2 separate regions of the Callithrix jacchus genome follow, and region 1 is linked to region 2. Evidence: chromatin contacts called from public Hi-C data. All regions are on one chromosome and are shown on one strand. The core of a region is the stretch at or near the end of the contact, and the rest is flanking DNA. Distances in the headings are between cores, read along the strand shown.

Evidence for each region. Hi-C and Micro-C count contacts between places; a contact is called where the count stands out from the background.
Region 1: a Hi-C map of skeletal muscle shows a contact between it and region 2, with 9 times the contacts expected there. The contact joins two enhancer-like sites. A contact is called at or near these places in 3 of 3 Hi-C or Micro-C datasets (induced pluripotent stem cells and skeletal muscle).

What each region holds. Positions count from the first base shown.
Region 1 is chr19:50,736,001-50,739,335 of calJac240_pri, reverse strand. No RefSeq gene overlaps it. Among named protein-coding and RNA genes, the nearest start is that of TARBP1, 19 kb to the left of the region's middle. Within about 2 kb of position 1,900, at least 10 of the 16 cell types and tissues checked have an H3K27ac peak or open chromatin away from gene starts, as enhancers often do. A contact at or near this core is called in skeletal muscle, where this site is marked.
Region 2 is chr19:50,143,977-50,147,166 of calJac240_pri, reverse strand. No RefSeq gene overlaps it. Among named protein-coding and RNA genes, the nearest start is that of TOMM20, 42 kb to the right of the region's middle. Within about 2 kb of position 1,921, at least 13 of the 16 cell types and tissues checked have an H3K27ac peak or open chromatin away from gene starts, as enhancers often do. A contact at or near this core is called in skeletal muscle, where this site is marked.

The sequences.
Region 1 (3,335 bases), core at 651-3,150, 590 kb before region 2:
CAAAATTCCTTTGTTAAAGTCCTAACCCCTAGCACCTCCGAATGTAACCGTAATTTGACATAGGGACATTAAAAAGGTGATTAAGGTAAAATGAGGTCATGTCCGTGGGTCCTAACCCAATATGTCTGGTGTCCTTATAAAGAGATAGGACTGAGTGCAGTGGCTCATTCCTATAATCCCAGCACTTTGGGAGGCTGAGGCAGAAGGATCACTTGAGCTCACGTGTTTGAGACCAGCCTGGGCAACATAGTGGTACCCACCCTCCACCTCCATCTCTACCAAAGAAGAAGAAAAGAAGGAGGAGGAGGAGGAGGAGGAGGAGGAGGAGGAGGAGGAGGAGGAGGAGGAGGGGAGGAGGAGGAGGAGGAGGAGGGGAGGAGGAGGAGGAGGAGGAGGGGAGGAGGAGGAGGAGGAGGAGGAGAAGGAAGAAATAATGAAGAAAAAGAGAAGGCAACTAGGACACAGATAGACACGGGGGAGATCATGTGGCGGCACAGAGAGAAGATGACCATTTCTAAGCCAAGGGGAAGAACCTCAGAACCTCAGAAGGAACCAGCCCTGCCAACCCGCTGGTCTTGGAGCTTCAGCCTCCGCAACTGTGAGGCAATATGATAGCCCCAGCAAACAAATACAGGTGTCTTTCAGTTTTAAAAAGATAGCTACATAATCATGGGTCAAGTGAACAGGGCACTCTTTTTCCTTAAAATTGTATTATTAAATGCAGTATTTGCAGGATGCTCTCCAAAGGTGGAGACAGGAGGAAGGTTTTGATGCCAAAACCTTCTAAAGTTTAGAAACTATAGCGAACTCTAGTTCCTTCTTAGAGATCCACTACATTCTCAGCATGTTTAATGCTCCTGAGATAGCCTGCGATCATGTCCCTTTGACCTTGGCATAACCCCGACTTTCCCAAACTTTGAATGCCATGCAGTGGTGTGATCTCAGTTCACCAGGAGCCTCCGCCTCCTGGGTTCAAGCGATTCTCCTGCCTCAGCCTCCCCAGTAGCTGGGACTACAGGTGCGTGCCACCACACCCGGCTGATTTTAATCTTTTATTTTGATTTTTTGTATTTTTAATAGATACGGGGTTTCACTGTGTTAGCCAGGATGGTCTCGATCTCCTGACCTCGTAATCCGCCCGCCTCGACCTCCCAAAGTGCTGGGATTACAGGCGTGAGCCACTGCACCCGGCCCGAATGCCTTTTCAAAAAGAGATACAATTCTACTTAACAAAACCACCATTCTTGGAACACACTTTGGAAACACTAGCAGGAACAAAATAGGAGGCAAATATTCTAAGGATGTAAAGATGCCTGTGGAATCACCCTTGAGAACCATGGGATTCAGAAGCCTGGAAGGGAATATACACGCGCTGCAGGTAGGGGCAAGGGGAAGACGCCTGCTGCAGGTAGGGGCAAGGGGTCACGACGTGGAAAGCAGGCACAGAGGGGCCAGACTGTGCAGAGCCCAGTGCTCATGTTGCTGTGTCATGGAAAGGCTGGCACTGAAGGAAGGATCAGTGCCTCCTCCTCAAAGGGGAACCTGAGGCTTTGAGTATCCATTTGTAGAATAAGGAATGGAATTCGGAGCATCTGGCCCTTGTTGTCTTCCTTTGGGGGCCCTGGTGATCCCTGCCAACAGAACTTAGACGCCCACAATGGTTTCCTCCTGTGCAGCCTCTGTCAATGGGGTGAAGCCCGGATGGTGCGCCCAATGTCAGCCCGAAGCCACCAGATGGCGCGCGGAACCCGCAAAGCACCTGCGCCCGCCTCGCGTTTGTCCCCGCACTGGCCCCAGGCCTTGGGAAATGTGGCCCTGCGTCTCCCCAGCCTTTTTACACTTCAGGAAGCTCCTCTTTAGAGAAGCATGTGAAACACCCCCTTGCACAGCTGTGCTCCTCCTGCCCTTTCCCTGCTGGGGACACATCGGCAGCCCTTCCTGGTCTGAAGAGTTTCCAAGCCCGGGAATCTCTCGCACATTTGTTCTGCTGGAACTCGAAGCAGGAAGCACTGAGCTTCCATTTTGTAACCCGCAATCCCAGCGAAGTACAATCGTTAGGTAAAAAACATCTCAAGGATTGTTTATGAGGGCAACCGCATTTCTGGCGTGAAAACAAGCCCTGCAAACATCCTGTTCCTCTGCGTTTTGACTGCAAACACAGGGGGTTGCAAGATTTTTTGGTAATCCCAAACTCAGTCCTGAAGAGTTAATGGTGTTACTCATGGCATTGGGGCATGAAAGAAAAACTTGCGTGTTCGGGTGGTTACGGCTTGCCCAGAGCAATGGAATGAGCCATAAGGCTGAAGGCCAAGGGACTCGGACCACCCATGCAGTGAAATAATCCCCCAGAAATGCAGTGCCCCGAGTGGAAATGAAAGTAAAGAGAACAGTCATTCCAGGCATTGGCTAAACGGGACTAAACCTGACTGATCGTCGAGCCTAAAGTTCACGGGACTCCCGAAACTGCAAATCTCAGATTTGGGATGAACTGCTTGGATACCAGGAAATGACAGACATCAGACAGTTGGAACACTGTTCTTAGCCAACTCTGGGTCTTAAACTCTGTTCTCATTTTCAGTTCCAAAAGCAATGAATAATTAATAAGTTAGTTTTTGAATGGAAAGCACATTTCAATGGATGGGTGATACTTTACAAAGGACTTCTGACAGTTACTGTTTATTTCCTTGTTTCTTTCTCTTTTTGAAATAAAACCTGGAAGTTGAGACAGAAGCAATATTCAGATATACAATAGCCTACATATTGGAGCCGTCAGGAACTTGCACGTTAATAAAGAACAGAATCTAATACATACCTTGGCACCTACATATGCCTCTTACTCTGTTCCATGTTATTTCTTTTTTATTTTATTTTATTTTGAGACAGAGTCTTGCTCTGTCACCCAGACTGGAGTGCAAAAGCAAGGTCTCAGCTCACTGCAACCTCTGCCTCCTGGGTTCCAGCGATTCTCCTGCCTTAGCCTCCCGAGTAGCTGGGCTTACAGGCTCCCACCAACATGCCTGGCTAATTTTTGTATTTTTAGTAGAGACGGGGTTTCACCATGTTGGCCAGGATGGTCTTGAACTCCTGACCTCGTGATCTGCCAGCCTTGGACTCCCAAAGTGCTGGGATTACAGATGTGAGCCACTGCGCCCATCCTGTTCCATGTTTTTATGTAAGTAATGTCTCATTTAATCCTCACAGCCCTGGCTTGGTAGTTGGCACTGACCCAGGTTTTCAGATGAGGACCCTAAGCCCCTATGAGGGTAAACAGCTCACCCCAAATCACACAACTAGTAAACTTGAGAACTAGGAGTTGGAACCAGGTAGGTCTGACT
Region 2 (3,190 bases), core at 672-3,171:
GATATTATGCTGAGTGAAATAAGCCAGACACAGAAAGACAAATACTGCAGGGCCTTGCTTACAGGTGGAATTTTTCATTTAAAAAGTCGAATACACAGAGATGGAGAATAAGAGTGTAACAGTGTCTGTGAGGGGAGGAAACGGGGAGGTGAATGTGAAAGGACACAAAGCAGCAGGGTGCAGGATGAACCAGTGGAAGGACGGAAGGTACAATGTGAAGACACAGTTAGTTACTAGTGTCCTGCCATCAGCATCTTTGCTAAATGACTAGATTATAGCTGATTGTGGCTGCTCTCGCCACAGAGGGAAAAATAGGGAACTATGAGAGATGACGGCTGAGTTCATTTTCTCCACTCTAGTAACTGTTTTACTATATGTACGTCTACCTCATAACATCACATCGTATACCTTAAGTATACACAATAAAATTTATTTGTTTTATAAAAGGGCTGGGCGTGGTGGCTCACACCTGTAATCCCAGCACTTTGGGAGGCCAGGGTGGGTGGATTGCTTGAGGTCACGAGTTGGAGACCAGCCTGGCCAATGTGGTGAAACCCTATCTCTATAAAATACAAACATTAGCTGGGTGTGGTGGCAGGTGCCTGTAATTCCAACTACTCGGGAGGCTGAGGCAGGAGAATTGCTTGAACCCAGGAGGTGGAGGTTGCCCGAACTGAGATACCACCACTGCATTCCAGCCTGGCTGACGGAGCCAGACTCTGTGTTGAAAAAAAAAAAAAAGAGGGCTGGGTGCAGCGGCTCATGCCTGTAATCCCAGCACTTTTGGAGGCCGAGGCAGTGGATCACCTGAGCTCAGGAATTCAAGACCAGCCTGGCCAACACAGTGAAACCCTTCTCTATAAAAAATACAAAAATTAGCTGGGCATGGTGGTACATGCCTATAATCCCAGCTACTCAGGAGGCTGAGGCAGGAGAATCACTTGAACCCAGGAGGTGGAGGTTGCAGTGAGTCGAGTTCATGCCACTGCACTCCAGCCTGGGTGACAGAGCGAGACTCCATTTCAAAAATAAAAATAAAAAAGAGAAGGCCAGGCACAGTAGCTCACGCCTATAATCCCAACACTTTGGGAGGCTGAGGCAGGTGGATCACCTGAGGTCAGGAATTCAAGTCCAGCCTGGCCAACATAGTGAAACCCCTTCTCTACTGAAAATACAAAAATTAGCTGGGCATGGTGGGACGTGCCTGTAATCCCAGCTACTCAAGAGGCTGAGGCAGGAGAATTGTTTGAACTCAGGAGGTGGAGGTCACAGTGGTCCAAGATCCTGCCATTGTATTCCAGCCTGGTTGACAGAGCAAGACTCAGTCTCCCTCCTCCACTAACACAAAAAATAAAAACAAAAGAGAGGCCAGGTGTGGAGGCTCATGCCTGTAATCCCAGCGCTTGAGAGACTGAGGTGAGAGGATCTGGCTTGAACCCAGAAGTTACCAGCCTGGACAAGCTAGTGAGACCCCATCCCTATAAAAAAAACTACATATTAGCTGGGTGTAATGGCATGTGCCAATCAGTAGTAAACTCCTGGCAGGAGGGCCGCTTGAGTCCAGGAGTTTAAGGTTGCAGTGAGTTATGATGGCACCACTGCACTCCAACCTGGGTGACAGAGCTACGTTGTGGGGGGGGCGGGGGCTGTGGGAGACAGAGAGAAGAGAGAGAGGACTGAAAACCAGAAGAGGCCAAACCAAGTAGATGAAGGCAAGGAGGGGCCCTTCAGACCTCCACCCACCCTTGACCGTGAGGAGAGGGATTTAGACACAGTGGCAGCTGGGAAGCCTTTAAGCCTTGCAACCTAATGCCAAGATTCCACCCGAAATACCCTGTTTCCTGCCCTCTCTGTACATTCCTTCCTTTCCTCCCAAGCACCTTTTCCCGCTGCTATTTTCTTTCTTCTAGAAAACAAGTCATGTGGCCAGAAGGATGCCAGGCACTTCTGTTTTCTCTTTGAGATTCCTGGGTTCTTACAAGGTTTTCCTGCCTTCTCTCTGCCTGCAGAGTGCCTGGCACCTCAGAGGCCCCCAAACACACAGAATAACAAAGCTCCAGAGAAACAGGATGGAAGGCTGGGTGCGTGAGCACGGGAAAGAGGGCACAGGGGCTGGGAAATCTTTGAACCCAGCAAGGGAAAATATGGCAGGGCAGGAGCGGGGAGCAGGGCGGCAGCAACCGGCTGTGAAGTGACTTTGTTCTGTTCAGTTTGGAAGGAGGTGGGTGGAAATGACAGTTTGGAGCCCATCAGAACAGAAGAAACTGTTTCAGGGAAGCTGTCCCTTTTCTCCAGTTCTAACAGTGCCATCAAGCGGCTTGAGGAGCAGACGCAGGGCAGCGCTTCTAGGCAGCCCCAGCTGACCCCTCGGCAGAGGAGCATGGGGCTGGGCCGAGGGGCAGCTCTCAGCACCCTGCCTGTGGCAAGGGCCAGTCTTCAGCCTCCCAGACAGGTGGCCAAACACCTTTCCCTAGAACGATCTGCGAGGAGGTGGGCAAGGTGTGTCCCCAGTTGTAGGTATAATGTGCGAGCACCTTTTTGGATACGGGCGATCAAGTTTACAAAGTTCCCAAAAGGTACTTAGCGGGGATGCAGTGGGACAAACGTCATTGTCCTGTAAGAGGCGCCAAAGCACGTTTTCAACCTGAGACGTGGTCAGCCACCAGGGCAAGCCTGATGTTCAAAGGGCAGCAGAGGACAAAAGGGTGCTGGGCAAAACTAGCTGTGCCAGCACACCAGGGGGAAGGCTCGTAGGATCCACCAAGCTAGACTTATTATTTCACTTACTTCACTCACTTTCCTTTTTGAATTCTGCAAATCAGAATCTATTCACCTAAGATACACAAGGCCCCACACGGTGGCTCACAACTGTAATCCCAGCACTTTGGGAGGCTGAGGCAGGTGGATCACTTGAGGTCAGGACTTTGAGACCAGCCTGGCCAACATGGTGAAACCCTGTCTCTACTAAAAATATAAAAATTAGCTGGGAGTGGTGGCACATGCTTGTAATCCCAGCTACTTGGGAAGCTGAGGCAGGAGAATCACTGAACCTGGGAGGCGGAGGTTGCAGTGAGCCGAGATCGCACCACTGCACTCCAGCCCGGGCAACAGAGAGAGACTCCATCTCAAATAAATAAATAAGCAAGCAAGCCAGGTGGTGGTGCACACCTGTAATCCCAGCTACGGGAGG